Linked DNA regions of Mus musculus: all the other regions are linked to region 4. A link is a contact called in public Hi-C, HiChIP or PLAC-seq and capture Hi-C data. All regions are on one chromosome and are shown on one strand. Each heading gives the region's core, a stretch centred on a gene start, on an enhancer-like site or on the middle of the called end of the contact. The rest is flanking DNA. Distances are from core to core; before and after follow the strand shown.

The links. A called contact is a pair of places that touch in the nucleus more often than the background predicts. HiChIP or PLAC-seq counts read pairs in DNA pulled down with a chosen protein or histone mark. Capture Hi-C pulls out chosen DNA fragments and counts their contacts.
Region 1: an H3K27ac HiChIP or PLAC-seq map of large pre-B cells shows a contact between it and region 4, with 2.5 times the contacts expected there. The contact joins the promoter of Atp8b3 here to the promoter of Dazap1 in region 4. A contact is called at or near these places in 1 of 39 promoter capture datasets (liver) and 2 of 115 datasets of contacts at active chromatin or transcription factors (large pre-B cells and pancreatic cancer cells).
Region 2: a contact with region 4 is called in a Hi-C map of LSK cells, with 4 times the contacts expected there. The contact joins the promoter of Csnk1g2 here to the promoter of Dazap1 in region 4. A contact is called at or near these places in 5 of 39 promoter capture datasets (the C10 cell line, cranial neural crest, hippocampal neurons and 1 more), 2 of 484 Hi-C or Micro-C datasets (LSK cells and embryonic stem cells), 2 of 115 datasets of contacts at active chromatin or transcription factors (effector CD8 T cells and fibro-adipogenic progenitors) and 1 of 9 other capture datasets (adipose tissue).
Region 3: an H3K4me3 HiChIP or PLAC-seq map of pro-B cells shows a contact between it and region 4, with 2.1 times the contacts expected there. The contact joins the enhancer-like site here to the promoter of Dazap1 in region 4. A contact is called at or near these places in 2 of 39 promoter capture datasets (the C10 cell line and hippocampal neurons), 5 of 115 datasets of contacts at active chromatin or transcription factors (fetal liver, large pre-B cells, microglia and 2 more) and 1 of 9 other capture datasets (liver).
Region 5: a contact with region 4 is called in a capture Hi-C map of macrophages, with 2.8 times the contacts expected there. The contact joins the promoter of Adat3 here to the promoter of Dazap1 in region 4. A contact is called at or near these places in 5 of 39 promoter capture datasets (the C10 cell line, erythroid cells, liver and 1 more), 1 of 484 Hi-C or Micro-C datasets (B cells), 5 of 115 datasets of contacts at active chromatin or transcription factors (double positive thymocytes, effector CD8 T cells, extraembryonic endoderm stem cells and 2 more) and 1 of 9 other capture datasets (macrophages).

What each region holds. Positions count from the first base shown.
Region 1 is chr10:80,536,961-80,541,122 of GRCm38.p6, forward strand. Atp8b3 (ATPase, class I, type 8B, member 3) reads right to left here and starts at 2,164. Exons shown (of 28, transcript NM_026094.3): 1 at 2,056-2,164. It overlaps Rexo1 (REX1, RNA exonuclease 1), which reads right to left. Exons shown (of 15, transcript NM_025852.3): 15 at 3,966-4,162.
Region 2 is chr10:80,627,354-80,631,265 of GRCm38.p6, forward strand. It overlaps Csnk1g2 (casein kinase 1, gamma 2), which reads left to right and starts at 2,303. Exons shown (of 12, transcript NM_001159591.1): 1 at 2,303-2,377.
Region 3 is chr10:79,938,357-79,942,288 of GRCm38.p6, forward strand. All of the region lies in intron 3 of Arid3a (AT rich interactive domain 3A (BRIGHT-like)), which reads left to right. Among named protein-coding and RNA genes, the nearest start is that of Arid3a, 13 kb to the left of the region's middle. Within about 2 kb of position 2,550, at least 33 of the 459 cell types and tissues checked have an H3K27ac peak or open chromatin away from gene starts, as enhancers often do. A contact at or near this core is called in microglia and pro-B cells, where this site is marked.
Region 4 is chr10:80,262,862-80,266,750 of GRCm38.p6, forward strand. Dazap1 (DAZ associated protein 1) reads left to right here and starts at 2,153. Exons shown (of 12, transcript NM_133188.3): 1 at 2,153-2,317. The coding sequence starts at 2,289.
Region 5 is chr10:80,601,444-80,605,707 of GRCm38.p6, forward strand. Adat3 (adenosine deaminase, tRNA-specific 3) reads left to right here and starts at 1,437. Exons shown (of 2, transcript NM_001100606.1): 1 at 1,437-1,506. Scamp4 (secretory carrier membrane protein 4) reads left to right here and starts at 1,439. Exons shown (of 7, transcript NM_019575.4): 1 at 1,439-1,506.

The DNA.
Region 1 (4,162 bases), core at 914-3,413, 270 kb after region 4:
CAAGGGAGGCTGAAGCACGAGTATGGATGGCTTCAAGTCCCAGCCTGGCTCGGGGGTGAGCAGCAAGACCTTGTGTTGGAATAAAATAAAGACTGGAGGGTGGGGAGATGGGATAGGGGGTTCTGGAAGGGAGACCTGGAAATGGGACAACATTTGAAATGTAAATAAAGAAAATATCCAATAAAACGGGAAAAGGAAAAAGAAAAGAAAAGAAGTAGCCCTAGGTATTCACAAAAATCAATAAAAAAAATAAAGGCTGGGGTATAGGTTAGAGGATGGATCTATCTATCTATCTATCTATCTATCTCTCTATCTCTCTATCTCTCTATCTCTCTATCTCTCTATCTATCTATCATACATGCATATCTCACCTTCTCATGTCTACCTCAGAACTGCTCTCTGGACTTGCAGGACCCAGCATTACATCCCCCATCTATAGCTGGTCACCTGAGGCAAGGAACCCCACCTCTGAGATGCTGTAGCCTCGAGCCCTAGTGAGGAAGCTGTGGCTGGCCCGTCCAGTCTCCTCCATGCCCCTCCTGTTCCACCTGCTCCTGCAAGGCCCACCCCACACCCCACACATGCTCAGTCCATGTTTGCTGACTGACCCCACGGAGCTGAGGGGTTGTATATGTGACAGCTCACGGCTTGCGTATATTATGAGCATGGAGCCATGTTAAGATAGATCTGGTGTGTTGGCACCACACCAGATCCCTTTAATCCCTGCCCTTGGTACACCAAGTCAGTGGGTTGCTGTGAGTTCAAGGACACTCTGCCCTACATAGCAAAAGCCTGTCTCAAAGGAGGAGGAGGAAGAAGAGGAGGAGGAGGAGGAGGAAGAGGAGGAAGAGGAGGAGGAGGAGGAGGAGGAGGAGGAGGAGGAGGAGGAGGAGGAGGGAGACAAAAAGATCTGGCCTTGGGATTGCTAAGTGTAGTGACAGGGTCTCACTCTGCTGCTCTTACACCCATAATTCTGCTCCAGCCTCCTGGAGGAGCTAGGATGACAGACCTGTGCTCTCACTCCTGGCTGGGTCTGGTAACTTAAGACAGCCCTATACCTGGTGACATGGGTCCTCCCTGCTCCCTTCCCGGGGGGCAGATCTTCAACCACCACCTGAGCACTCACCCCATCGGTCCCCCAGTTTACCCATATGCCCCCCACTGTCACCACCCTGCCTGGTGGATTTCTTCCTCACCCTCCAAATTTCACTCTGTACTTCCCAGACCGGCCCGTGGGAATCATGCGCCTCCTGGGGGCTTCCTGAGCAGCTGGGGTGTCCCCCATCTTGCCTCTGGTCACCTCTCTTCTAGAGCTTTCACTGTCTTAATGTCTGCTGAACCCACATTTCCCCCAGGACAAGGAGTCCTGGTGTCTGAGTCATGTGTTTCCCCAGGGCATCTTGGGGCCCCACCTCCTCCTGGCTCAGCACCAGCTCTGGGTATTGGGCTTTTCCCTGATTATCACGTGAGGAAAACTGAGGCTGGAGAGGGTGTGGGAAGGATGTGTGAAGAGATCTTGATTCTAGGGAACACTCTAGTCCAGGGGTTCTTAACCTTCCTAATGCTATGACCCTTTAATAAGTTCCTCATATTGTGGGGACCCCAACGACAAAATTGGTTTTGTTGTTATTCCATGACTAATTTTGCTACTGTCATGAAGCATAATGCAAATATCTGTTTTTTTCAGATCGTCTTAGGTGGCCCCTGTGAAAGGGTCGTTTGACCCTCCCCAGGTTGAGAATTGCTACTGCACTCAGTCTTCCTTTCCAATGTTTTTCAAAGTTTCCAAAATCTTCCTGTTCCAAAGTGTTCCTGCCCACTCACCAGACACCCCATTAGCAGTATTCCCCAGCGGCCATGACGCACAGCCCTAGTGAACTCTAGTGGTCACCAAACTGTCCTGTAGGTAAGCTCCACCTCGGTGTCTGGTTTTATGAACCTCAAGGGGGCACCATCTCCTGTCTCAAGTGCTGGCATCCGGGCCCAAGACCCCTAGAGCACAGAGAGGTCACAGTGGCGCCCAAGGATGCACAACTCGTGAGCATCGGTGCTCACCTGCGAGGGCCGGGCTTGGTGGGGCCTGGCTGCCTAGGGCGGGCCGCCAGCGGCGTCCAGGGCCGCCGATGTTGTGGAGCTGTTAGCCTGGTGCCAACGGGTCTGAAACGGGTGGCGCGGGCTCGTGGGGCGGGGCATTGCGAAGGGGGCGGGGCCTACCAGAGCCTTAAGGCCTGCAGCTTAAGGGCAGGAGAAGGATAGGACCAGGCGACAGGGGCGGGGCCTGGAGAAGGTGGGGCCTAGTTGAATGGCACAGAGGGTAAGGGTAGAGCCTGGAGTTGTGGGCGTGGCTGAGTCTTCGGGGTGTGGTCAGGTCTCGTGGGCGGAGTCGTGTTTTAGGAGCTTGGCAGAGCCAACCTTGTGCTACAAACCAGGCTTATGGGTGGAGCAAGAATTAATTGTACAGCCAGGCGTAGTGGCATACGCCTTTAATCCCAGCACTCGGGAGGCAGAGGCAGGTGGATTTCTGAGTTCGAGGCCAGCCTGGTCTACAAAGTGAGTTCCAGGACAGCCAGGACAGCTATACAGAGAAACCCTGTCTCAAAAAAAAAAAAAAAAAAAGCGGAGACCAGGCTTCCAGGGGAGTCTATTCCTGGTGAGCGTGGTATTACATCTCAAGGATGGGACAATGCTTTGTGGGCGGAGGCATGAGTCAAGGGCCAGGAAGGAAGGAAGGAGGGAGGGGGTTTGGGTAAACTAGAAAGGACAGGAAAGCCTTGGGAAGAGGTCAGGGAGGAAAGGCAGGGGTCTGGCATCTGGAATCTCTGCGGGCAAGGCCAAGATAAGGCCAGCCGTAGAACAGAAAAGGGTCAAGCCAGGCAGTGGTGACACATGCCTTTAATCCCAGTACTTGGGAGGCAGAGACAGAGGCAGGCCTGGTCTACAGAGTGAGTTCCAGAACAGCCAGGGCTACACAGAGAAACTCTGTCTTGAAAAACCAAAAGGAGGAGGAGGAGGAGGAGGAGGAGGAGGAGGAGGAGGAGGAGGAGGAGGAGGAGGAGGAGGAGGAGGAGAAAAGAAGAAAAGGGTCAAGTCATGATCCAGGGAGGGAGGCAGAGACTAGGGCATGGCTGGGGTATCAGGGACAGGCTCAGAAAAGGTGGGTCTGAGCTTCATTCTGCAGGGCAGGAGTTAAGTTCAAACTGGTCTCAAGCTTTATTATGTAGGGGAATGCAGATTAATCCTCCACCCTATATAATGACAGCAGCCTCTCACTGAGCTACATCTCCTGCATTTGGGAAGAGCATCTTCCAAGCACACTAAGCACAGTATACTCCAGCCCAACTAAACATTGCTGAATTGGGGATTAGGAGTGGGAAGGTTGCACACCAGTGAGCACGGTTGAGCCAGGTCTGTATCTGTCATGCCTAAGTGGGAAAGGGAGCCCACAAGGCACTGATGGGCTATGTTGATACCTGTGTACAGTGGATGTATGCCAGGGATGCTGGCCACGGTACACCCTGAAGAGGCTGTAGTCAGCCCTGCCTCTAACCTAGCCCTCAGTGGTTATGTCCACCTCCTGTCTCCCAGTGTATGCTGGCATAAAATGAATGAACTGGTGGCTGGGATAAGGACGGCACTCAGGACCAAGCCTCCACCAGAATAGCAAACTCTGGAAGCTTTGAGTCCCTGGAGCATGTTGAGGAAATAGCTACTCGGTTCACTCAGCTTTCGGTGAGCATCTGATCACATCTTTATGATGGCCTTTTTTGGGGAGATCCCCTACCCTGACTTATAGAGGATGGGGGTAATCACAGTGGAGAGGGCTCCCTCGAGTGCAGGCCTCTGGCTTTCAGGGCAGAGCCAGGGTTAGCTAAGGTCTTTGTTGGCTGCTCTTCTGACACGAACTGGACAGTAGATAGGCAGAGACACACACTAAAGCTCCCAGGACAGACCTGGGCTTTGTGAATACATTAGCACCATTTATTTGTTTTTAAAAACTTGTTTACAGAAGGTAGAAGAGGGGACAAAGTGCTCAAGGAAACCCCTGAGGGTGGAAGCCTAGCTTAGCCAAGGAAGCTCCCTTGGCCCCTGTAGCCCCTGCATGCCCACTATGTAGATAGCCCCTGGAAGCTGCTCTAGCCATTGGCTTGCAGTCCCTCCAAGA
Region 2 (3,912 bases), core at 1,053-3,552, 360 kb after region 4:
ATATAGACCAGGCTGGCCCCTAAACTCATGCCTCCTTCAGCGTCCTGAATGCTGGGGCATAGGTTTGTGGCACAACACCCAGGGAAACTGTCCTTGACTCTACTGTAGGTTATTGATGTGGTGTCCCAGGTAGCCTGGGCTGACCTCCATGTATCTGAGGATGGCATTGAACATCTTGGTTCCTGGGATTTGATCTGTGCATGTTCTCCTGGGGTTACCGTGGGAAAAATTGAAGGTACTCCTGGGGCAGCTAAAGTAACCCGTAGCTTAGGCTTAGGCCTTGTAGGGTCTTCAGGTGTGTATACAGGTTAGGGGAGGGGCATGGGAAGCAGGAACACAGGGCAGGCCTTGCCAGGAGCCCCAGAGTCTGCAGCTGCCCCAGGCACTGAAGAGCTGGCCTCTGGGTGGCTGAGACCCACAGGGCTGGCAGGTGGTGTGCATCTCCAGGCTCTAGCCTGTCCTCTCCCACTCACTGTGTCTGTAGCCTGTGCTTCCTGTCAGGGCACGCCCCTGTGGGCTCCTGGGAGATCTCCATGCTGCCCTTGGCTGTCCAGTTGGGCCCCCTGAGAGGAGGCGTGGCTTAGGCAGAGCAGACTCTGCTCCTCTGGGTGGGCAGCTGTGTGCAGTCAGCCTGTGCTTCACTTGGTGCTGGCCTGACCCTACCCAGTGGAGGCCAGGGCTGTGTGCTGGGCCCTCCATATGCTGACTATGGCAGGACTTAGGGGAGGTGCCTCCTGGACAGCTGTCCCCTCAGTTAAGGTTTGTGGTCACCTTCACCTATATAAGAATAGCCAGTTCTGGGCTCCCCTCCTCACCCCTCAGTTTAAAATGTTAAAACTAAGGATGGTGGGTTCAAGGCCAGCTTGGGTATAAGTGTTGGGGGAGGCAGTGGGCAAATGATTGCCTAAGCTCAGGTCTCTAGTGCTCACTTAGATGCCGGCCCGGGCACTCTCACCTCCTGTGGACCCATTTCAAACTGAGCTGGCTGTGGTAGCTAAAGTGAGTTCAGCAGGGAGACACGGCTTCAGTATAAGGTGGAGAGTCCTTGACACCAGCCTCTGGCATATGAGCCCCCCGCCCCATACACACACATACAAATACAAACACAGAAGATATAAATCAGTCTACCCTGACTCATACCTGTAATTCCAGTGCTTAGGAACTGAGGCAGGAGGCAAGTTCAAGGCCAGTCTGGGCTATATACTCTGTTTCAAAAAGAAAATCAACAGTTTTCTGGTGACACTTCCAGAATTCCCAGTGGATAACCCCCCTTGACCCTAGGATCTGTTGCTGGGTAGGGACCTGTGGCTGAGTTATACTTTGTTGTGTGCTATTGATGAGGCTAGCACATTAGGCCATGGTCAGTGGTGGATGGCTGTGCACGTTCTTATGTGTGCTCACTGGCCCCACTGCGTGTCTTTCCACACATCCGTGGTACCAGGCCCCTTGGCCAGCTTTGTACCTGGCTCCCTACTAGGCTTTGCAGTAGATACTGCATGGTTTAGGCTCTGTGGGTGTTGAGCAGCAGCACCCTGGTCCTCTATTCCATGCTGGGCCCCCTCATGTTACCATGTTGAGCCACCCTGTGTCCCCAGACATGGCCCATAGAGGCTTTGGGTCCCACATCACCTATGGCAACCCACATTGGTGCAGAGGGTATGAGGTCTTCAGTCTCCGACCCTGGTGTCTCCGGGGGACGCCATCTGCTCTAGTGTGGGCGTTGTGATTTGATTGGCGAGTAGATGTGCTGAGTGCTCTTGCCTGTCCTCACCTTCTTGTGGTTTATGCTGAGGAAACGTCTGCTCATCAGAGGCGCAGAGAGCAGGGTAGTGGCTCTTTGATGTACAGAGTGCACACTGGCTGTCAGGCACTGGGCTGCAGCACTGTCGGTCCATGTGCTGTCCTGTGTCAATGCTGACCCAAGTTGTGTTAGTGCGTTCCAGGTCTCTCTCTGCCATTGCCATCATCCTTGTGGGATGGCACACATCTCTTGGTCTTCATATCCTGACCTGATGCACAGCTCTGTTGCCCACTGGCCAGGTGGCACCAGCCCCTTTCTGATCGGGCTCCTTTCCTAGCTTGGCTTGATCCCCAGATTTCTCCAGCTGTCTTCCAGGATACTCGGTGCTGGAAGTCCTCGTGTGCTACAGCTGGGCCTGCAGCCCAGAATCCCACCACTGCAGGGCTTTCTCATGGTGGCTTTTGACCCTGCTTGTCCCCTTAGGCGGGTGCCAGGTCTAGCCTGGGAACTGCCAGTGACGTCAGCCAGGGACTGTGACATCACTAAGTGGAGATGCAGAGAAGGGACTTGGGGACCTCTGGCAGAGGAGCAGCCAGGGCCCCAGCAAGATGGGGGACCCCAAAAAGAACAGGGCAGGTGCGTGCTGGGGCCTTGCAAGGAGGGCTGTGTGTCTCTGGTGGGAGTCCAGCCTGCTGTCAGCAGGCTCCCTGAGCAGTGGGCACCATGCAGCTGGCTCTGCGGCCTTGCTTCACTCAGGCCAGCCCAGCATTTCCCCTGAGCCTGGGCTCACTTCTGGAGACAGCCTCACTTGGGGAAAGAATCGGGCTCTGGGCATTGTGGGTCAGGCCAGGGAGGGTTTATTTAGGACAAGGGAGCCCTGCCCTCCTTCCAAAGGCTCTATTTTTAGCTCCAGGGTTCAACTAGGACCAGGGCTAGAGGCTTTTCCTTTTCTCTGGGGTCTCAGGTCACACCACACATGCTCAGGTGTGCCTGAGACAGCACAGCTGCCTGGAACTAGGGTTGCCTGTTTCCTTGGCCCTCCATGTTGGAGTGACAGCCTTCTTGTGTGCTTGCTCACTCTCTTGGGCACTGCTGATGGCTACATAGCCCATGTCAGCCTGGCACCTCCTGTGATCGATAAGGAGTGGTCCATGTGTTGGGTGGTCATGGTGACCTCGGGTCGTGCCCACCGTTCTACACAGTCATGGCCCTGTCTTGTGGCAGTTTTCATGGCCTCCTTGGCTTAGCCACCTCCCCTTGCCCCGTGGGCTGACAATGTCAGTGCCTGTTGTAGTGTCCCCAACTGTATTGTAGGATGCATGGGGACAGTAGATGCACAGGTGACTCTCTGGTGTTCCTTGGCTGCCATGTCCACTCCGGATGTGGGCAGCACTTCCTCTGCCTCTCGTTTGTTGTCGTCCACCAGTGTGGCCCTGCAGGTGCCCCATTTCCATTGTGCACATCCTAGCTGGCCTGAGCCCCTACAACAGATCACGTGCTGCCTGTTGCTGTTGCCTGTGGCGGCACATGTCTGCCACCTGGGTCTTCCCCTCCGCACATCCTAGGTGGGCTACTGGGCCTGTGTGGGCAGCTCTGCATGCCACATAGTTTGCAGCCATCCATCCAGGCTGAGGATGATACAGTGGGCCATCCCTGTCCTCCCCAGAACAAAGGATGATGTCCTCTGCTGCTGGGGACTCTGAGGGGCCAAGCACCATCTGGGTACTTTCTCTCCAAACCTCAGAAGCCCTGCTGCTTCTAGTGACCTAGGGTGCTCAATGCTGGTATGTGATGAGCAGGTGGCTTCGCTTTCCTGGCGCTGACATCTCTCTGCTGGTCCTTGGATCTGACACAACGAGGTGTCCACACTCTAGGGTCTTCTGATGCCACTGCCCCACATACCCCCTTACCCAGTTCATGGTGGCCTCTCTACTTGTAGGTGGTAAAGGGTGCACTTGGGCACAGACTGAGCACTGTGGGATGGGGAGGCACACCCCACTCACCAGGTGATGTCTTGTCTAGAGACTTGAGGTGTGTGCAGTTCTGTAGCAGGACACAAGTGCTGGGAGGGGCTGGCTCCAAACCCTCCAACCCTCTTTAACCCTTCCCTGTGTGTGAGTTGATCCCCCTGACGTGACACTAGCGTCCTGGTCTCTATCCCTGAATGGTGC
Region 3 (3,932 bases), core at 1,300-3,799, 320 kb before region 4:
CCCTTCCTGGCTCGCCTGGCTGCGCACAGCCAGGGGACAATTGGGGGTCACAGGGTTAAACGGTAACTAATGTGTCCATTGAAGGGCCTGGTCTGGGGACACAGCCTTGCCCCGTGGTCAGGGCCAAGCCAGGGTCTGTGGGTCCTTGCGGGGGTGGGTGGTGGGCTGGTGGGGTCAGCCACCCAGATACTCCTGGAGACTGCTTCCCATCACAGACTCAAATGTGTTGGAGACCAGGCTCTGTTGGACCTGCATGGTGCCTGCCACTCAGAGTAGGAGCTGTGGCAGGCCCCACGCCAGAGCCCTGTGGGACCACAGGCTCAGGAGGCGGAGGCAGGAGGATTGCCATTTTGAGCTGGGCTACACAGTGCTTCTCATAAAACCACAGACAAGGGAGCTGGGGCTGGGGCTGGGGCTGGGGCTGGGGCTGAGTGGATGGCGCACTCACTGGGCATGCTCACACCTCTCATCCCAGCCCGGAGGTGGAGGTGGAGGTCAGGGAGTTGGAGTTGAGTCTGGATCTCAGATTTTTGCTGCTGCTCCCGAGATGACTAAATGTCAGGAGCAGACTCTCTGGGCCCTTCATAAGCTCCATCCATCTCATGTGTGTTTTGAATCCTGGTCAGGCCTTCCTTCCATGAGCGTTAGTGGAACACCTACTGTATACTGTAGAGTCACATTCAAGAACCCTGAAGTAAGGTGGCCCATGCCTTTAATCCCAGCACATGGGAGGCAAAAGCAGGTCTTTCTCTTGAGTTTGAGGCCAGCCTGGTCTCCATAGCCAGCTCCTGGACAGTCAGGGCTATGAAGAGAGACCCTGTCTACAAACGCAAGAGACCCCTGCTATAGGAGACCCTGTGGGGTGCACTGGGGCAGGCAGGTGGGGTAAGCCAGTCTGCATCACTGTCTCCATGGGGTGAGGTCCTGTCTGGGGGAGATGGGTGTGTCTTCATGGCTGGCTGGAGGGTACCAGCTCTGTTCCCAGCCATGTCCATCCAGTCTGGGTGCATCTGTGGCTTTGTGTGTAGCAGGAGGAGGGGGCCAATCTAGAGCTGAAGGCTGGGCCCAGGATGTTGCCATATGGGGGCCAAGTTATAGAAGACTGATATTTTCCAGTCACCCAGGGGGCGTATTGGGGGGAGGGGTGTTCCTCACCCGCCATCTTGTCTGCCTATCCACCCATCCCTTCTGTCTCCAAGGCCACGTCCTCCCCAACCTACCGCTCACCCACTTCTTCCTCCCAGCCTCAGTTTCCCCCTCCGTGAAACTGGGCCGCTGTCACTTGGTCAGGATCTTGTTGATGAGTGTTTGTCTGCCTCCATCCCGCTCCATAGCATGTAGGATGGCAGCTGTATTTATCTGGGTTCACCTGCTCTGTTGCTAATGCATGACAGGAACTCCCTGCTGCAGGAGGTGGACATTTGGAGCCACCACATTAGGCTCGATTCCACCTGCCCTTAGCTCACAGTATGGGTACCCTCCAGCTGGACCTCTAGATGAAGGGTGGGACCCCATTTCTGTCTTAGGACACAAGCTTCAGTCTGTCTAGATCCTTTGTTGCAGCTAACGTAAGGGATACCAGACCCCAGGTCATGTCCTGATAATCCAGTGTGACAGCCAGGTTCACACTGGTCAACAGGGAAGTCCCTTCTGGAATTTCAGAGGCTAGACAGGAATACAGCTGGAGAAGCCCATGATGGCAGGATTCTAAGCAGGGGCTCCACTCTGACCACGCCCCCAGCCCCTCATTGGGGGATTCTAGGTAGGGCTCCACCTCAAACCAAGCCCCCAACACACACATGAGCGTAGATGCTATTCTGGACTTTTGGGATCCTTCTGCCTTTACCTCCTCTGTACCTGGGATCAGCAAGTTGCACCACTGAGCTTGGCTTCTGACCCTTGGACCGTCGGCCCACAGTGCCAGGCCCTTCACTGGTCTCTGTGAGGTTCCACGGAGTCTCTGGAGGGCTCCATGGTGGATCTTGCTCAGTCTCCTTTGCTTTTGACATATTGGGCTTCTGTGGGGCTTAGGGAGTCACCTTGGCTTTTCCACGCAAACTTCTTTGCACTTTCTGACAGGTGTCTCTGTCTTAGCCGTTGCCTGTATGTTCATTCCAGGGCTGCCCAACCCTTGTGCCTCAGTTTCCCAGTTGTAAAGCAAGCTTGCACCGAGCAGTTTTGTTCCCCCACCTGGCCATCTCTCTTGGGCTTGACCTTTGCTGGGCACAAGTGTCTTGTCATTCTCCTGGAAGCTATGAGGACAACCTCCTTCCTTCGCAGGAAATGAGACTGAGGTTCCAAGGTGGCTCCTGATCAAACCTCTGACCAAACCTATCATCTACTCAGGAGAAAAAGTTAGGTTGGAGGTCTGCAGTTCCCCTGCAGCCGGGAACCCAGAGGCCAGCTTCTTCAGCAGCCACTCCTGTGGTCCCAAATGGTCATTTCGGAAGGGCTATTAATATCTTCCTCGTGGGTGAGGCAGCCAGCGTGCTGAGGGGAGAGGGGCCAACCTCTGCAGGAGGCAGCTGAACAGACAGATGTTTGACCCAGCCCAGAATCACTTCCCCAATTTCCTAAGCGCCAGAGTTGGCCCCCCCAGTGCCCACAGAGCTGACAGGAAATGAAAGAGCCGGGTGGCCAGCTTGGAGGGGAAGCCCCTAGCCCTCAGGTGCACCCTGAGGCCACCATGTGCCCAGAAGAGCCCAAAGAGAGCCGGGGCAGCACATTCATGATGCCCTTGCTGTATGCAGAGTGCCAGGGATGGCTCTTCTCCCTCACTGAACGTGGTGCTCCATCTCTCCGAGATTAATTTCTGGGAAGAGACCAAATGTCTTGGACCCATTTTAGGTTGCTCCTCAACCCTGACCACGCCCCCAGCCCCTCACTGGGAGATTCCGGGGATGAGGGCTATACCCCTGTTTTACATCCCAGGTCCTGTCTTTTCATTTTGAGAGGGAGTCCCTCCAAGTTACCCAGGGTTGCCTTGAACTTGTGTCCCCCTGCCTTGGTCTTCTGCATAGCTGGGAGAGTTCTTCCCAGCTGCTGGCCTGGTCCTTGTGTCTGGTTGTAGTGTACCTGTGATGTATCATCCGCCTCAAGGGCTCAATAATGTCTGCAACACTCCCTGGATTTCCAAATATGAAAGTAACAACCCCAGACCTGCGCCTTGACACCCCTGTGCCCCGGCCGCTGTGACCCTATGCTGGTGGAGGGAGCACGAGCCGGTGCCCACCCATCCAGTTGCCATCTCTGTGGCCCTGACTCTCCTGGCCTCTTGATGCTGGGATGGAACTCAAATTTGTTTTGAGACAGGGTCTCCCTGTGTAGCCTGGGCTGGGCTGGTCGGGAAGTCATAGCCATCCCCCTGCCTTTCCCTCCCCGAGTGTAGGTTGATAGATGTGCACTGCCACACCCTGGGTTCCCATGGAAAATGATCAGTCAAGTGCCCAGCTGGTCCTTGATGCTCTGTTACTCACAGGTCACCTCTGCCTTAATTTCCCCAAGTGAAGAATGGGTCCAGGTGAATCTCGACCACTTGCCAGAGGCAGGATGAAATGGGCGTGTCTGCCCAGGAGAGTTCAGACTTCCCCCACAGAGCTGAGTCACTTGGTGCCCAAGGCCTCGCTGCAGTGGGAAAAGGGCTTATATGAAGGACCAGGGAGTGCAAAGGCCCTGGGGCCCGGAGCTGTAAAGACACCCAGAAGGCCGGGATGGACAGGCATGGTCTCTTCAGGAGAAGAGACTCCAGTGACGGAGGATAGCAGGACCTGTCTGGCAGGAGAGGGGAGACATCTGGCCCAGTTCTGAAGCTTACAGAGCTCCGAGGCCCTCGTCTCTGGGCAGCCAGGAGAAGGAAGCGTCCTAATGGTATTGGGAGGAGAATCACAGCCATTGTATGTAGGTGTTTTTATAAAGATTGTTGGGGTCATGTC
Region 4 (3,889 bases), core at 903-3,402:
TGCCTCTGCCTCCCGAGTGCTGGGATTAAAGGCCTGCGCCACCACGCCCCGCTGTTTTTTATTTTTTAATGTACTTGGTGTCTCATCCCTGTGCACCACCTGAGGCGCAGTCACTGGCATTGTGATTTCCCACTTGGGTCCTGACAATCAAACTTTGGTCTTCTGGAAGAAACAGGTTCTCATGTAGCCCAAGATAGCTTCAAACTCTCACACAGCTAAGGATGACCTCGAATTCCAGATCCTGCCTCCTCCACCTCTCCAGTGCCAGGATCAACAATGTGTACTGCTATGCCCGGTTTCTGCAGCTCATGAAGGGTCTTGGGCATTGTGCCTGCCAGGAGAGCACTTCCCCCACTGAATTCTAGGTCCACTGCGCCACTCCTCTGAGTGGCCTTCTGATGATCTCATGTGGTCTAATTAAAGCAGAAAATGGGTAGCTTTGTCATCTCAGCACTCCAGAGTCAGCGACAGCAAGATCTCTATGAGTTCCAGGACAATTGGGGCTACATAGGAAGACTCTGTCTCCAAACAAAAGCTTTGGACTGTTTTTTATAATCTGAGCTGTTATACCCAGCACAGAAATGAATTGTTGCTTGTTATACTTTGCTGTTATTATATTATGTTCTACTGACATAGAGACTAGGACCCAGGTCACTCTCAAATTCAAAGTCGTCGTCTTCTTCTTCTTCTTCTTCTTCTTCTTCTTCTTCTTCTTCTTCTTCTTCTTCTTCTTCTTCTTCTTCTTCTCCTCCTCCTTCTTCTCCTCCTCCTTCTCCTCCTCCTTTTCCTCCTCCTCCTTCTCTTCTTTTTCTTCTTCTCCTTCTCCTTCTCCTTTTAGACAGGGTTTCTCTGTGTAGTCCTGGCTGTCCTGGAACTCACTCTGTATATTAGCTGTACTTAATTCACAGAGATCAGCCTGTCTCTGCCTCCCAAGTGCTGGGTTTAAAAGTGTGCACCAATACTGCCCTGCTTCAGGCTTTGTTTGTTTGCTTGTATGTATGTTTTGGTTTTTGTTTGAGAAAGTCTTGTGTACCTCAGCTGGCTTCTAGTTCACTATATAGCTGACCAAGGGAGGCTGACCTTGAATTCCCAGTCTTCCTCTCCAACCTGAGCGCTGGGATGACAGGTTTGCACTGCCATGACTGTTTTAAGTAGTCTGGGGATGGAACCCAGCTCTTTAGCCTAGAAAGATGCTCAACAAACTGAGCCATTACATCGTTTTATTCACTTACTTATTATGTTGTTGTTGTTGTTGTTGTTGTTGTTATTATTATTATTATTATTATTATTATTATTGTTTGTTTTGTTTTCTCGAGACAGGGTTTCTCTGTGTAGCCCTGCCTGTCCTGGGACTCACTCTGTAGACCAGGCTGGCCTTGAACTCAGAAATCCACCTGCCTCTGCCTCCCAAATGCTGGGTTTAAAGGTGTGCGCCACCACTGCCCAGCTTTATATACCTTTTTGAGACAGGGAACTGGTTATGAGAGGAAAGGCAGATTATCCAAGTGAGAAGTCAGCTGCAGACAATAGATAGTAGTAAGAGTGTGGCTGTCCATGTTAGTGGTACTAGGGACAATGTTTTTTTGTTTTTACTTTTTCTTAGTAACTATTGAACTTGGTTAATTTTTACTTTGAACCCAATCGAGCCTTAACTGAATGACCTTGGACAGGTGAGTCAGCCTTTGTGACCCAGTGTATCATCTGCGAAAAAGGAAGAGCGGGAGGTGACACAGTTCAGAGCATGAACGTGCAGCCTGCTTTATGCACCGGCCTCTGAGGGGCATCTTAGACTTTTTCCCCTCGCAAGCCCCCACGCAAGACCAAGATTCGCGAGTGGATAAAGGGGAACCCGCGTCTGCGCCTGCGCGCGCCATGAACGCCCGGCGCCGCATGCACGCGTACGCACGCACGTGGCTGTCTCCCTCCGCGCGCCTTCTGAAGGCCAGATAATGCAGAGGACTGCATTTCCCAGAAGGATTAGATTCGACAGGGCGGAAACGCATGTCTCGGTTGTCCGTGTTGCGCAGGCGCAGAGCTCTGCGTCCCTCTCGCAAGCGGGCACGCACGCGCGGCGCGCCCCTGGCCCCGCCCCCGGAGGCCCCGTGCGGGAGCGCGCCCGGGCGTGCGCAGGGCGGAGGCGCGGAGGCGCGGGGACGCGCAGCGACCGTTGGCGCGGAGGGAGGAGGCTCAGCGCCGCCGCCGTTGCGCAGATCCGGGCCGCGGCTGCGGGGAGGGACGAGCGGTGACCTTCCGGAGGAGCGGGGCGCAGCGGGCCGGGACGGGGCGCCATGAACAGCGCGGGCGCCGACGAAATCGGGTGAGGCTGTGGAGCCGGGCCAGGCCCAGAGCGAGGGAGGCCGGGGTGCCGGACCGGCCGGGCCGGGACTTTAGAGGAGAGCCGGGGTGCTGGGGGGTCGCCCCAAAGGCAGCCCATGGGTAACTGAAGGGACCCAAGGTGATAACTCACGAGCCAGAGAAACCCTAAATGAAGGTTCACGGGTCAGGGGCATCCCATAGGATAACTCACCGGACTGAGAGACCCTGAAATGATAAATCAGGGTGTTGAAGACCCTTAAGTGGATCCTTGAAGTCAGGAAGGTAATGTAGGATAATTAGGGGTGCTGAGAGATCTCTCATAGATTCTAAGTACCAGGGAGATTACAAAAATGGACCAGGGTCCTTGTGAACCCTAAGTATTAGAATGGTGAAACTGAGGGATCTCCAAAGAATAGATTATAGAGCAGAGAGACCCCATAGAGTTGCTCTGGGGAGTTGAATTCTAAAAGCTAGATCACAGGTAATGGAAACCCTGTAAAATAGATTAAGGATGCTGAGACACCCTAAAGAATACATAGGTCAAATAAATTAGGTTATGGGTGCCGAGGAACCCCAAAGTATAGATTACAACTCAGAGAGACCGCATGGGATAACGCGGGGATCTGAGAGGTACCCCGAAAGATTAGGGTGCTGGGGTTATCTAGTAAAAGCGCAGGGATGAGGAGATCACAAAGAACAGATCAGGATGTTGGAGCTTCCTAAGTGGAGTTTGGGGTCAAGGAGTCTTCAAATGATAATTTTGGAGGTTGTGGGATTCTCCAGATTTCAGGAATTAAGGTGACCATCAAATCAGGAGACTGAGGGACACTAAAGGATAGTTCAGATGTTAGAGGGACCCTAAGTAGAGCCTGGGTGTCGGGGAGACGCCCCCCTCTGATAAAATTAAAGGAATTTGGGAACACTGAAAAGTTGGTGTCGGGAGACCCCAAAAGATAACTCAAGGTGCTGAGTCCTTCACAGGAGTTAGAAGAGGACCCCAGAGCTGGGCGGTGATGGCGCACGCCTTTAATCCCAGCACTTGGGAAGCAGAGGCAGGTGGATTTCTGAGTTCGAGGCCAGTCTGGTCTACAAAGTGAGTTCCAGGACAGCCAGGGCTACACAGAGAAACCCTGTCTCGAAAAACAAAAAAAGAAGAAGAAGGAGAAGGAGAAGGAAGAGGACTCCAAAAGAGAGCTGGAGGGTTATGTGGATAAGGTGGTTGGGAAGGCCCTATAGAATAAGGGTTTGAAGGACCCTCCCAAAGGCTATATTAAGGTATAGGGGACCCCTGAGGTTGAGCTGTGAGGTCGGGAGATACTAAAGGATAGTTCAGAGGGCTGAGGGAATTCCAAGAGAGACCCTTAGCTCTGTGGGAGACCATAAGCCATAATTGTGGTTAAGGAAATAGGGTAGGGAGACCATACGGGGTAGTTCAGAAGGCTAGGGGGACCTCCAACAGGAGTTACAGAGTCGAGAAGAGCCCAGTGGAGATTTGGGGGAACCCCAAAGGATAGTTAAGGAGCTAGAGAGGCCTGAAAGGCTAATTCAGGGGGCTGGGAGAATACCAGGAGGA
Region 5 (4,264 bases), core at 187-2,686, 340 kb after region 4:
ATCTCTACAGCTCCTGGCCTAGCATTTCTATGGACCTGGGCTTAGTCAAAAAATATTAAAGAAACAACATGGGTTTCCTGGTGGCCCTGTTTTGGTGTGATGACCCAAAACTTGGTTTTCTTCCCAAGACCCTTGGTTCACATGGCTTCCTAGAAGCCAGACACTGTACCTAAGGGTTCTAGCTTCGTTTTTTTGTTTGTTTTTCGAGACAGGGTTTCTCTGTATAGCCCTGGCTGTCCTGGAACTCACTCTATAGACCAGGCTGGCCTCGAACTCAGAAATCTGCCTGCCTCTGCCTTCCAAGTGCTGGGATTAAAGGCGTGGACCACCACCACCCGGCTTGGGTTCTAGCTTTGTAATGCTGGTCATATCCACACTAATCTCCCACTTATCTGTCTTGCAAGCAGCCATACACCAAACTCATGGGACCTACTCTGCTCTGATAAGCTGGTCACAAGGCATTCCTTATTCCAGAAAGATTGTGTTTGGCAGACAGGCCTAGAAGATTGCAAACAGGTTGATCCTGGAGCCAACCCCAGGCTCTCTGGTGCCACTTTCTACCTTCCTGCTGGTCAGGGCTCAGCCAGGCAATCTGCTGTTTATGTCCTAAGCCACAGAGGAAGAAGGACCCTGGGAGAGACTCAGGGACTCTGGCCTGGGAATGACATGTTGGGCAGATAAAGCTACACTGTGAAACTCTTTATCTAAAACAATAATTAACTAAAAGGTATTAATGTTAGGTCATCTCTCCTGCCTCTATTACTTGTTCATTTATTTTCTTCATCTTTTGTTTTTGTTTTTTAAAGACAGGATCTGTCCTGGAACTCCCAGTGATTTGCCTGCCTCTGCCTCCCAAGTGCTGGGGTTAAAGGCCCTCGCCCCAACCATCTTGAACTTTTGTTCTCTTGTATCCACCCCCAGAGTGCAGGCATGACCAGCTTGTGCCATGAGGAATGCTATGTATGGAATCCAGGTTCTCCTGGGTGCTAGGAAAACACTCCATGAACAGCCCCAGCCCCAGACTTATTCAGAAGTTCACATATCTGTTTCACCCATGTACAGATGAGGAGAATGAGGGCCTGAGTGGACCTAAAACTTCAGACTACAGTCACTTTCCAAGCAGTAAAAGTGATTGTTCACCAGCAACATGGGACTTTACAGAAGTATGATGGCAGATGCTCTTTGAGTGACTAATGGCCATAGAGTCTCCTTCTGCCTCAAGTCTTCTCTCTGCTGATGTCTCAAAGTGTCACAAAGGGGCCGAGTTCAGTGCCATCCCAGGATCTCAAACCACAGTATTCTACTCGCTGCAGCACACATAAGAAAACCCCCTAGACTCAGCAAGGCCTTGTGAAGCAGCCACGCGCACGGCCTTAAGGGAAATGTAGTCGCATCGCGCAGGCCCCGCCCATGGAACTACGCTCCCGTGGTGCCCCGCGGTGGCAGGCGTGGCGGCCCGGTTGCTAGGACTTGGATAAGCGTGGCGTTCGCTCGGGTGTCCCTCAGGTGAGCAGCCGCCGTAGGGGTTCGGCTTTCGCCGTTCCGAATCCGCCATGGGGCACCGGAGATGGTGACAAGGCAAGGGCGGTGGACAGGGAAAGAAGGCCTTATCGGGACAGACCGCGTAGCCTGAGAGGGTTGTGCGCGTCCCGGGAGGCGGTGGGAGTACGCGTGCGCGAGTAGTCAACGCTAGTACGCGTGTGCACAGGGCTTTTCGCCCACCGCGCCCTATGCCGTTGGTTTGCGGCGCACGCGTGTACCCTACTTCTGATTCCGGAAACCCTGTGATTTCCAGCTGCTTCCGGTTGTATGTTCCGGGTCATCACAGTCCCCTGCCTCAGGGTTATCTTATCCACCATCCTTACAGCAGGTGTGCAGTTTCCCTTTAAGCTCTTGTACCCTATGGGGTTTCTTGGGGTATCTTGGTGGTACCAGGGATCGAATCCTGGACTTTGGTTATATTAGACTGGCACTGGACTACTGATCCCCTTCCCCTCCCTTCAGAAGTGGATTCCAGGAGCTTTCGCTAATCTTTGTACCCAGCCCTTAAATGGATGATTCCAGGCAGGGACTCTACCCCTGCGCCACACCCCATCCCCTCACAAGGGGCCCTAACCTAAGCTTCAGTCCCTCACTGGTGGACATAGGTAGGCTCAGCACTGCTGAGCTCTACCCCGAGCCCACTTCATTTTTTTTATTTTGGAAGTTTCCTGTACCGCTGAAGCTGGCCCCGAACTCCCATCTAGTGGCTTATTGAGTGACTTGTATTTCAGGCCTGAGCTTCCAGACCTGATCCTTGTAGTCTGTCCAGCCACGGTCCCATTCTTTTGGACCCTATACCCAGGACCCAAGGCCCATTGTTTGCCTGCAGTTGTTGAATGCAGAGGGCGTGTGGTTCCTCAGAGGTGGGAAGTGTCTGCTGGACCGCAGGTCCTTGTCTGTGGTACAAGGAGCCCCTTTCAAACCTGTTCCCATGCTGGTGTACAGTGGGCACCTGTCACCTAAAACAAGGGAATAACAGGCCACAATTGCAATGAACATGAAGGGCCCCTTTGGCCAAGCATTGGCTACCATCCTATAGCTATTAAACTCCTCTCCAGAGGCCCATAAGCCCAGGCTGTCATCTGTCCCCAAGGCATCCATCTTTCTGTGTCCCTTGTTGTCTAGTCTTGAGGGGACAAACAAAGCTGTGTCTTCTGCCCTGGAGACAGTGGCGCTTTGTAGCCCAGTCAGGCGCTGTGCGTTGTAGGCGTGGTGTATGCCCTGGGGAAGCCAGATGTCACCACGCCCTTCATGGGCTCTGCCTGCCATGGGGCCTTTGCAGGGGCAGCCATGGTGACACCAGGATCTCAGACACCCTTGGTGCTGTTCTCCCTTCTTAGTCTCAGGACTCCTAGTGGCACCCGTGACTCTCTAGTTAGCCCATAGAGACATTCAGTGTTGACCTGGGCAGCTGGGTGAGCCCTGAAAGCCAACAGATGTACCTGAGTCCATCGCATAGGTTCCTGTGGCCAGGTAGACATTGGTGGGGGTGCCAGGATGTGGGTATGATGATGGTCAGGTAGCCCTGCAGGTCGCCTCGTGGGCACTTTTTTCTTTTCTCCCCTATTTCCTTCTCGTTTGTTTGGTGCTCTGTATTTACCTCAGGGTTTGAGCAGGGCAGGCAGATTCCCACCATTGAGCTATACCCCATCCCCTCCTGCTGCGCTGCTCCCAGGATTGCTTGACCCTAATCGCCTGTAGGTTATGGTTAGTTGTCACGGCAAGGTGTGGGAAGGAGCTAGCTGTCAGCCAAGCCAATGATCTGAGGACTAAGGATGGCGAGAGGGTTCGGTAGCAGGAACCGGATGGCAGGTGGTGGTGCCTTCCTCCTCAGATTTGCCATCCTGCCCTGTCTAGCTCTGACTGAGCAAGGAGAAGCCTCTGAGGCCCAAGAGGCTCTGCTCCCACAACCTTTTCTCCGCTGGGCGTCTGGGGAGCCTGGCTTTTCTCCTGTGTGGAACAGCGTGGTGGTGGTGGTGGTGGTGGTGGTGGCTGTCAGCTCAGGCTTTATCCGGGTGCTTGCACAGCAGGCCATGAGCATTGACTGAAAGCTCAGGTGCAGTGGATAGCCAGGTTCCCAGGCTAGCCCACTGAAGCAGGAAGTGGGTTGACTGAGCACACTGGAAACAGGTCATGGGCACGTGCCTGCCTCTCTTGGCAGGGTCTGCATTCTTCTAGGGTGCATCATAGGCCTGCCACCACCTATTTCTGGGGATTCAGAGGGTTGAGATGGGGTCTTGCTCTGTAGCACTGACTGGCTGGCCTCCAACTTACAGCCATCTTCCTGCTTCTGCCCCAGGTTCTGACAGGTGTGTGTTATCAGGTAGATCACCATGGTCATGTCCCATAGAAGCCACCTGGGGTCAGGGACACTGTCAGTCTACCTGAACCCCATTCTCCCATATATATATTCACTGTAGAAAATGGGACATTTAGCAGTTTGGAATGCTAATGCCCAACAGCCCCGGGGCCAGAGCCAGGATCTGCATGTGCTATGGCCACATCCTCTGCAGGTCTCACCTATTCAAGGGCCCATGAGGCTGTTCTCTCATGGGCTGCACTAGACAGGTCCACTCCCCACACAGCAGGCAGAACTCACCTCCTTTTCACTATAGGCCTGAGGTCTTGAAGCCACCAAAGCATGTCAGCAGCCGTTCTGGATTTTTGTTTGTTTTGGTTTTGTTGTTGTGTTTTTGGTTTTTGGATTTTTTTTTTAAAGATT